Linked DNA regions of Ovis aries: region 1 is linked to region 2. A link is a contact called in public Hi-C data. All regions are on one chromosome and are shown on one strand. Each heading gives the region's core, a stretch centred on a gene start, on an enhancer-like site or on the middle of the called end of the contact. The rest is flanking DNA. Distances are from core to core; before and after follow the strand shown. Region 1 overlaps ZNF652 (zinc finger protein 652). Region 2 has its middle 18 kb from the start of PHB1.

Region 1 (5,457 bases), core at 1,054-3,553, 73 kb before region 2:
CGCCTCTCTTCCACTGCTCACCACGCATACACACACAAGCCAGCCCCCACAGCTGGGCCTGGGGGCCAGCCCAGGCTCACCTCACATCTGAAGGGCTTCTCTCCAGAGTGCTGCAAGGAGTGCACCTTGAGTGACATACTGCGTTTGAATGACTTCCCACAGGTTTCACAGGTAAACGGCATATCTTTTGTGTGTGCTGCAACAGAGAATGGACTTATACTCAAAATCAGGTCACCAAAAGGCTCGAACTGGAAAAGAGACATGTTCTACTGTAAGGACATCTTAATTTACTGCCCTCTAATCTGTGAGGCTGTAACAGCAAAGTTGAAAGAATAACAATGGTGAAAAGAAACCTGGGTGTGGAAGACTCTACCATCCAATCTGGTGATGCTTACTGAAGACACGTTGCATCTGGTTTCAACAAGTCAAAACTGATTCAAATAAGGCAGTGTCTCATATGCTGCCCAATCTGAAGCATAAAACACACCAAAGAACAAGGGAAAATTATAGGTGTTAGAGAAAAGCAACTTACCAACCATATGTTTCCGTACATGAGCCATGGTATAGAATTTCTTCTCACAAATTTCACAGGAAAATTTCTTTTCTGCATATCCATGGACAATCTTGATATGTTCATGAAGGGACCAGAGTTTCTTGAACGATTTATTACAGGAAACACACTGAGCAGGATAAACAGAAATAATCTTTACTTATAGGGGTTTCCAGAAAGCCTCACCTGTGGACCAGCAGCTGAAATTGGCCAAGTTGAATGGGTTGCAGTATCTTAGTTCCCTCAACCAAGGACTGAACCCAGGACACAGCGTAAAAGTGCAGAGTCCTAAGCATCGGACTGCCAGGGAAGTCTCAAGAAGTGGGTGTGTTTTAGATTTGTGGCACAGACCAGAACCCAAACAAATGCTATTCTTTCATGAAGTCCAGATTTCAAAACCAACATCTTTATGTTCCATTTCCTAAGATGAATTTTTTTAGAGACACTTTGGGAGTATGAAAACAATGGCAAAAAGTAAGACAAAAAGAAATACAAAGTTCCACTAATATCAAAGAATTGACTGCTTTTATCAAATTAGTATTGTACCTTTGAAAAGAACCTTCAAGTTTTGTTTTTTTTAAAAAATATGGATTACTGTAAGCAGCTGTTTCCTACACATGGGTTACTATGTAGTTAATATGTGTTTACCAGAGGATACAAACTCATTTTAAATTAACATAAAAGCAAGATAAAACAAAGCATACGTGAATGGTTATAGATCTACGGAAGAATAACAGTATTTCTGTAGCTTAGCGAACATATTCAGAGTCTTCATTAATACAAACTACTGAGATTTTACTATATTTTCCTAATTTTCTCTATTAAATGTTTCCCTCTGGCAGAATTTAGCATAACCCCTCAGCTGCTGGTATCCTCCCTTTTCCTGAGGAGCTCAGATCCAGATCTCGCACAGGCATTTGTAGGAGACACAGGCAATCCACCTACTGCCCTGTATTATGCATCATTACTAGTCTAGGATATCATAATGTATCAAAATAAAATACTTCTGTTTAAAAACAGTATTAGGAAGTTCTAGGTAACCATCAGCCTCTGTAATACATAAGGGAAAAAGTTGTTACTCGCTGCAAAATTTAATAAAGATCTCTGAACACACTGTCACTTCAGGAAATGAGGACCAAGAAAAGTCACAGAGATAAGCCTCTGGCTGGATACTGCTGGAGGAAAGGACAGACAAACCCTATAAGCCATTCATTCTATAGAGCACAGCTTTAATTTTTACTTATTAGGTCATCAGGATTAGAAATGCAAAAAGAGTTCATTCAGCAGAATCTACAAAACTTAAATGATAAGTTTAAATGAAATTACAGTAAGGAACAGTGAATACAGTCACACAAAAAAAGGATTTATTAAATGTTTTCTTTTCTGCATTTCTTCTTGTTGTTTAGTCGCTAAGCTGTATCTGACTCTTTGGGACCCCATGGACTGCAGCCTGCCAGGCTCCTCTGTCCACGGGATTTCCCAGTCAAGACTGGCGTGGGCTGCCATTTCCTCTTCTAAAGGATCTTCCTGACCCAGGGACTGAACCCGCATCTCCTGCACCGGCATGCCAATTTTTAACCAGGAGAGCTACCAAGAAAGCCCCTTCTGTACGTAGTGAAGCAAAGTTAAAAGAAAAAAAAACCCAAAAAACAACTACACAAAGACACAAAGATCAAGAGACACCTTTTCAGCAATGGATCATTACAGAACTAAGTCTGACCCCTAGGGTGCAGCACAGCATCGCACTTCCTCTGGCCTGAACTGCTGCAACCAATTGAGAACCAAGTCCTGGCACCAGTAGTTACTGAGTGACAGGCGCCACGATTCAGTCTTCTTTTATTTACCAAGTATGCCAGAGGTCAAGTCACAGCTGATGAATCAAAATGCAGTGAATTTTTAGCAAATATAATTTATATATGTATTTATTTATAACTCTATTTATTTATTTTTGGCAGTGCTGGGTCTTTGTTGCTGCGGGGGCTTTTCTCTAGCTGTGGAGAGCGGGGGCTACTTTCTAGTTGCGGTCAGTGTTCAGGCTTCTCACTGTGGTGGGTTCTCGGTGCAAAGCATGGGCACAAGGGTCTCAGTAGTTGCAGCACATGGGCTTAATAACTGTGACTCTGGGGCTCCAGAGCACAGGCTCACTAGCTGTGGCACACGGGATTAGCTCTGGCATGTGGGATCTTCCTGGGTCAGGGAGCAAACCCATATCTCCTGCACTGGCAGGCAGATTCTCTACTACCGAGCCAGTGGGGAAGCCCCTAATTCATATTTTTAAAAAACCTCTTTAAAGTAATGATTTCAGTTGTTGATTAAAAACAAGGAAGAAAAATGACAAATAAGGAACATTCCAAATTAGGAGTACTCCAAGAAACACACTGAAACCAAACGATTTCATCTTCTACAAGAAGTTCAGCTTAAGCATGGTACAAGAAATGTCTATTTTACATATCTTTTGGAGACGTCAATAGACTTACCTTTTATGAATGAATATTCATATTCATAAATATGCACTTACATGTGCAAACCAACATAGCTCAACATAACATAGTTCACACAACATAATTAGCACACCTCTTAACCTATCACAACATAGTCCTTTCAAGACACCAACCTGGTTCGAATACCGTGTTTTGTTACTTTAATACTACACCGTAGCATTCTATAAGCCTACCGCCAGGTAGGCAATATTTTCAACCAGCTCAGCCTCCTTTAAAGTTTGCATATTCCCATGAGCTTAGCCTCTTGACAAATTTAGTGCTGTCATCTCTCCACTGGTTTAGAAGCAAACTCACTCCTGGAGATCTTCCATTTCCACCAGTCTGAGTCATTATGGTTTTTGTCCCCAACAGCTGTACTAGAACCTGGCATCCTTTCAAACCTTAGAAAAGGACCTCTCTCTACTCCTGACTTTTACTTGATATCTCCCACCTTGACAGCGAAGACACCAGAATGAACTATATTACATGTCTTACAAGAGTAAATCTCAGTGCCAAGTCAGTGTTGACTTCATCTCCTTGTCAATCACCTATTAACAGATTCCCCTTTCCAATGGACCTGGGTTCCCACTAGTCCAGCGTCAGTTAAAATTTATGCTTTTGAAAGAAAATGTTAAGCCTGGTTTTGAAAATACCAAAGCAGGGGCTTAAAAAAACAGATAAATTGGTGAAAACTGTCCCTTCAGCCTCTACTGTATTTATTCTCTTGGGCAGATACCAGGTGAGTCTGAAACAGCCAGGTTCTATCCTGGAAAGTTTGCCCTCTTGGTGATAAGACCTACCTGAATATTTTTTTCACAGTCTGTTTGCTGGTGAAGGGACAGCTCACTTTCCAGGACAAACTTCTTGCCACACTTATCACAAATCTGCATGCGCCTATGAGTAACGTTCATGTGCTTCTCCAGGTACCAGCGAGTATTAAACACCCTGGGGCACTTCTCACAGGTCAGAGTCTCTTTCTCTTCACACTTAGCTTTCTGGACTGGTGCTTTGGGCTCCTTTGCGGCCCGCTTCTTACGCTTAGGTGGCTCTACACTCTTCCTACGACCTCTCGTAGCTCTGGGAGTAGGGGAAGTGGCAGCTGCGGCGACAGAGGCAGCTCTCCTCGTTCTCCTCTGTGCAACGCTGACCTTCTCCACCGTCTTCTCCTTTTTCTTCTGCCTTTCATTCTCTCCGTAGTCATTGCTGTCATCCGTGGCCTCTTCCTCACTCTCTTCCTCTTCCTCCTCACTGCTTGTCTTAAGAACAGGAGTCTCTTTGGACTGAGAAGAGACACCCTTCTCCCCTTTAGACACATTTAACGTTTGATTATTAAGGTTTACCTCCACTATGATCTGCTCCCTTTTGTAGGAGACCTCCTCCTCCTCCTCCTCCTCCTCCTCTGTGTCATCAGAACTCTCCCGGTCTGCTTTAACACCGTGCACGTCAGACACTGCTCTTGTCTCCCTGAAATACGGCTGCTCCTCTGTTTCATGGAGATGTGGCTTGCTCACCTTGGTGTCCACTAACACAGAATAAGGACTTCCTGATTCCCTTTTGTACACTTTGGTGGACAGGTCGAGTTCTTGGTTGGCACCATGATAAAAGGAAGATGGCACTTGACCACGGCGGCTATCTTCTTGTGCCATTCCTGCTCCGTGCACAGCACGGTTTTCAACCAGCTCCTGACAAGAGCTGGCTGTGTGGCTCATTAGTAAGTGGCCTAATGTATTAAGCAGTTCAGACTACAGAGAATAGGTTTAAAACAGGATAATCATTAAGACTCAAATCTTTTTCCATCCATGAAGAATCACTCAAACGGGGTGGGGCGGGGGAAGGTATTCCTGGAACCTCTGTGCAATTCTTCCAGTGTGTTGCAGCACCAATGCATAAGTCAAAAGGTTTGGTATTATGGCAAGAGCAGAGCACTAGTGATTTTCCTTTTGCAGAGAGCTGCAAGTGACTTGGAGCATCTTATCTGCAAAGAAAAGCAAAGAGAAAAAAGATCAGCTATCTCTTACTTCCTTCTCACAGCATGCACTGACATCATACAACAAACATACCTTAAATGATTAAACTCTTTATATATACAATTCTTTATCCTGCTCAAATGGTTCAGTGTGGGCCATCATTTTACTGCATTACATGAATTCAATAAACTTTTTGTTAGAATGTAAATTCTAAGACAGCAGGAGTCATTATCTGTCCCATTCACTGAGATATCCTTAGAGCTTAGTACAGTGACTACCAGCACGTACCTGGTATTCATCACATACTTAATGATGCTTAGTGAACATGTTTTTGCATAGTAGTCATTATCCTGGACATACTGACATGGTAGAATATATGGTCCATGTCCACAAGTTTACAATCTAGATACACAGTATGTGAGGTCCATGAAATACACAAGAACCTCATGCTGGCTGGCTT
Region 2 (5,214 bases), core at 1,046-3,545:
AGATCTGTACACATCGGTAAGAGTGGAGCCAATTCAATGCTTCACTTTATGGATTCCTACTTTGACTGTGTGGATCACAATAAACTGTGGAAAATTCTGAAAGAGATGGGAATACCAGACCACCTGACCTGCCTCTTGAGAAACCTATATGCAGGTCAGGAAGCAACAGTTAGAACTGGACATGGAACAACAGACTGGTTCCAAATAGGAAATGGAGTACGTCGAGGCTGTATATAGTCACCCTGCTTATTTAACTTCTATGCAGAGTACATCATGAGAAATGCTGGGCTGGAAGAAACACAAGCTGGAATCAAGATTGCCAGGAAAAATATCAATAACCTCAGATAGGCAGATGACACCACCCTTATGGCAGAAAGTGAAGAGGAACTAAAAAGCCTCTTGATGAAAGTGAAAGAGGAGAGTGAAAAAGTTGGCTTAAAGCTCAACATTCAGAAAACGAAGATCGTGGCATCTGGTCCCACCACTTCATGGGAAATAGACGGGAAACAGTGGAAACAGTGTCAGACTTTATTTTGAGGGGCTCCAAAATCACTGCAAATGGTGATTGCAGCCATGAAATTAAAAGACGCTTACTCCTTGGAAGAAAAGTTATGACCAACCTAGATAGCATATTCAAAAGCAGAGACATTACTTTGCCAACAAAGGTCCATCTAGTCAAGGCTATGGTTTTCCAGTGGTCATGTATGGATGTGAGAGTTGGACTGTGAAGAAAGCTGAGTGCCAAAGAATTGATGCTTTTGAACTGTGGTGTTGGAGAAGACTCTTGAGAGTCCCTTGGACTGCAAGGAGATCCAACCAGTCCATTCTAAAGGAGATCAGCCCTGGGATTTCTTTGAAAGGAATGATGCTGAAGCTGAAACTCCAGTACTTTGGCCACCTCATGAGAAGAGTTGACTCATTAGAAAAGACTCTGATGCTGTGAGGGATTGGGGGCAGGAGGAGAAGAGGACGACAGAGGATGAGATGGCTGGATGGCATCACTGACTCGACGGATGTGAGTCTGAGTGAACTCCGGGAGTTGGTGATGGACAGGGAGGCCTGGCGTGCTGCAATTCATGGGGTCGCAACGGACACCACTGAGCAACTGAACTGAGCTGAACTGATGGCAAATGTTTGAACTGTCTCTGTTTTCCTTTTAACCATTCCATTTCCCTGTTTCTCCTCCCATTTCATGGCCTCATCATTTAACTTTTTACCTGAAACAAACAATAAGAAACAGAAATCTGAAGGGAGAAGAAGATACACAATATGACTTCAATACACACGACCCGATCACTTGTCATTTGACTTAGTTGTATTCACTTCTTTATAAAAGATCTGTGTTTGACTCATCTTCTGGTCCCCTGAAGCATCTAACCCAGGACTGTACCCAGTAGGCACTCAGTAATCATTGTTGGATGAGTAGATGGACCAGCTTGTGTATATGACACTTGTCCTTTTCAGGTCTACTCATTCACAGAGCATCCACGCAGTGGAAGTCCAAACTGTCCCTAAGACTATCAGATTTTATTTTGCTTTTCCTCATGAGTGTTTGGGGAGTTGGAGGGAAACTCTTGGTGTCTCAGAAGGAGAATGTAATGTCCCCTCTGTGTCTCACTAATTCATTAAAAACTGGTTAATTCCCCCAAACTGACCTCAGGCTACCAAAGCCTGAGTATCCAACACAGTAAGAGCCTGTCTGGTTTTAGAAAGAGTTAAAGCTGAATTAATGGCGATCTCCCACCTGGCGAAGAGAGGGGTAGCACCAGTTTGGCTGGTGGTTGAGGCAGAACATTTGGTATATTTACAGTCACAGATGCCCAGGGGGTTCTATATCAGGAAGTTGACTGCAGAGGGTCACCTCTATCTATTTACTTACCCTCTGGTTAAGGCTAATGTTAGCTGGTGCTAACATCCTCCTGGTCCTTTCCCTGGGATCTTTTTCTGAACATTTTGTACTTGTCAACACAGCCTGGCACCTGCAGCAGCAGGCAGGTTGCTGCCACCTGGTGGAGAAGAGAGGCCACAGCCTTGCAGGGCTGGGCCTGAAACAGACTTGAGAGATGGAAGTGAGTGAAGTCGCTCAGTCGTGTACGACTCTTTGCGACCCCATGGACACCAGGCTTCTCCATCCATGGGATTTTCTAGGCAATAGTACTGGAGTGGGCTGCCATTTCAAACAGCTTCCACAGGATAGTGGATTTCAAAATTTTGTAGCCATGGATCTCTTCCTTTAAGACCACTAAGTGACTGAGGCCTTCCTGTAAGACTGCTAAACTCAACACTGCTGTGGCTGTATGTAGCAGGGAAAGGAGGGACTCAGAGCCCCAGGGGACACGTTCCACACTCCCCTGAGCTCAGCTGGCAAACAGCTGTTTACTCCCTCATTGCAAGGATGGGGAAATGGAGACTTGGCGATATAATGAGATTTGTGCAAATCCTTTGTATGAAACACATTTTGGAATATGTGCAGCCAGCTTGTACCCCCAATCTCAAATAAGGAAGGTCTGAACGCAGCTTTCTGAGTGCTAGATCAAGCCTCCTACCTCAAGACATCTGGGCTCTGAGGAGGAGGAGCCTGGAACTCAACTCCTCCAACATCTTCTTGTTTGAATCAATCCAGGGGCAGACCCATGATGGTCCCTATGCCCCCTCTTCAATAACTGGCCTCGAATCAGGGGCCTGTAGATGCCCAAATAAGTTTTTTGATATCTGATATTAGGGAGAGGCAGGCAGCACCTTCAAACACAAATAGGGATAGGAACGAGGAGATTTGGGGCATCTCCTGTGTGCTGAGCATTTTCACATCTGTCATCTCACTTATTCCTCAACAACCCTGCAATGTGGATATTTGTGTCCTTAGTTTTAATGAGACAAAAAGGATGGTTAAAGTTGTTGAGTAATTTACCCAAGGTCTCCCAAACTAGTAAGTGGCAGAGTCAGAATCCCAACACGAATCTTTCTGATTCTAGAACTCATATTCTTTTACAAACGTAGTTGTCTTCTGGGGTGAGAAACCTGGGACTTCCAGGCCAGCTCAGAGTTTCAGTGTCAGCAAGGCTGAACGTAGTGCCCTGGCATGAGGGCCTTAGAAGGCATAAGTGCTGTCTCTGCCTCCTAAGTGCTGAGGTCTAGCTGGGGATGGAAGTGCGCCCACAAAGGGAATGAGGACCCCACACGCACTTGCACACCCACGAGTGCCAAGGATTTACAGGACAGGGGCTCCTGGGTATAGAATCCTGGAAGCTGAGAGATGGGATGGAAACAGTACTAGATGGAGGGTGGACGCCGGATTCCACCCTTGGCCCTACCACCTGCATCCTGTGGGATGTTGGGCAAGTCTCCTCCCCTCCTCCCCCAAATGAAGGGGCTGTTCCTGAGGCCCTGAAAACCTTCTGCTCAATTCTGTGCTGTTGTGACTGCAGTGGAAATTCCCGAAGGAAGTGAGTGAGCTGGAGGGTTGTGGACGTGGGAGAGGGAAATAGCATTTCCCACTGAGAGGCCGGCGGAGGCAAGTAAGACAAAGAAGCCATCGTCAGCCAGAGACGGCAAGCTCCTCTGCTCTTGAATGTTTGGTGGAGAACAGGGTTGGCACAATCTACAGTGAGGAACATCTGTGGGTTCTTTTGGGGTCTCTGATTGTCCAGGATAGACACCGTCTTAACCAAGAGACTCTCCCACCCACTGGCTAAGTGTCCCAGAGGCCCCATCTCTGAAGTCATTGCTGCACCAGGCTCCCTTCCTTGGCTGTGGCCTCGCCTGGCTTGGAAAGGACAGTCCAGCGGCAAACCCTCCTGGAGGGCAGACAAATGGAAAAGAAGTGGTTTTACCCCAGGCCTGGAGATCCTCAGACCCCTCAGTGGCTATGGGGTCACCTAATTCCCATCTGTCTCCTACCCCATTCCCACTCTGCCTATTCCAGAACCATGTGCGGCCACGGAGACAGCTGGTGTTATAAGTCTGTGTGCCAGGGCCTCAATGTTACTTTTCTTCCCAGTTCACTGTAGCCTCGGACACAGTCAGGGACTTGGGTGACAATTACATTGTATCTGACATAAAGCCCTCAGGCCTGAGACTTCCAAATTTCAGGGTTCACCCCATATTTAAGGCTATCTAATCTCCTTAAGTCAGAGGTCAGCAAACATTTCCTATAAAAGGGCAGAGAGTAAATACTTTAGGCTTTGCAGGCCATATAATCTCAGCTATAAATATGCAAGTCTGCTACTCTAGTGGCAAACATGCATAGTTATTTTCCAACAAAACTCTTACTTATGAACACTGAAGGTTGATTTTCATATCTTTTTCATGTGTCACAAAATAGTATTCTTTTGATTTTTTCCAACCATTGAAAACCAGTGAAAACCACTGTTAGCTCATGTGATGTACAAAAACAAGCCGTGGGCTGCATGTGGCCTGCATGCCAGACTTTGCCAGCCCCTGACCCAAATGTTTACAGCTCATTCAGGCAAATTTAGATGGTCCAAGCCTGTCATCAATAAAAGGCTTTTCTGGCTAATCCAAGTGGTTTGTCTGATCTTCCCTGGATGACAACAGCTTCCAGTTCCTTCAAAGCAACATTGCCCTGTTAGTTGTACTCTCTCTTCCAACGTAGCTTGATTGGAGGATGCTGGAAATACACCCTCCTCCTTCTCCACACAGCGTCCTGGGCAAAGTCGTCCTCTTTCAAATCTAAACTAGCTTCCCCAGGCCAGTACATTTCCATTCTCTCTTCCAGCCGTGTGCATCTGGGCCTTGCCAAAGCATCCCAGACTCTACCAGCTGGGACAGGCCTCTTCACTCCTTTTTTGTTCAGTCCTCAACCCCTCTGTTGCCAGAGTTCCAGAGCTAAAGTCTTTTGAATAAAAGGAGACCTTCTGTGTAAAGAAGGGTGGGAAGAGGTCAGCCACAGGCAAATTCCTGGAGAAGAAGGATTTTAAGTTGGGCTTGAGACAAAAAGGGACTGGGATTGAAAGAGGGAGGTGAGAGAGGAGAGGTGCTCCAGAGAGAAGCAAGGGAGGGCAGAGGAAAGCGAGAGGAGAGTCCGCACATGCAGGCCGCAGGAAGTGAGAGGGTGGTGGCACCTTTGTGGGTGGATCGGTCTGCAGGACTGTGAGCCCTGCTTCAGAGCAGCCTGAGGCGACCTAGAGAAAAACGCTCACCTCGCCTCTAACCTCAGTCCTGTACGTCTATTCTTCATCTCATCTGACAAACATT

What was found. Hi-C and Micro-C count contacts between places; a contact is called where the count stands out from the background.
Region 1: a Hi-C map of hypothalamus shows a contact between it and region 2, with 6 times the contacts expected there. The contact joins two enhancer-like sites. A contact is called at or near these places in 13 of 16 Hi-C or Micro-C datasets (blood, hypothalamus, liver and 6 more).

What each region holds. Positions count from the first base shown.
Region 1 is chr11:37,016,522-37,021,978 of ARS-UI_Ramb_v3.0, reverse strand. It overlaps ZNF652 (zinc finger protein 652), which reads right to left. Exons shown (of 7, transcript XM_042255846.2): 3 at 3,831-5,005; 4 at 533-680; 5 at 81-196. The coding sequence starts at 4,739. Among named protein-coding and RNA genes, the nearest start is that of ZNF652, 46 kb to the right of the region's middle. Within about 2 kb of position 2,303, at least 9 of the 54 cell types and tissues checked have an H3K27ac peak or open chromatin away from gene starts, as enhancers often do. A contact at or near this core is called in hypothalamus, where this site is marked.
Region 2 is chr11:36,943,747-36,948,960 of ARS-UI_Ramb_v3.0, reverse strand. No RefSeq gene overlaps it. Among named protein-coding and RNA genes, the nearest start is that of PHB1, 18 kb to the right of the region's middle. Within about 2 kb of position 2,295, at least 10 of the 54 cell types and tissues checked have an H3K27ac peak or open chromatin away from gene starts, as enhancers often do. A contact at or near this core is called in hypothalamus, where this site is marked.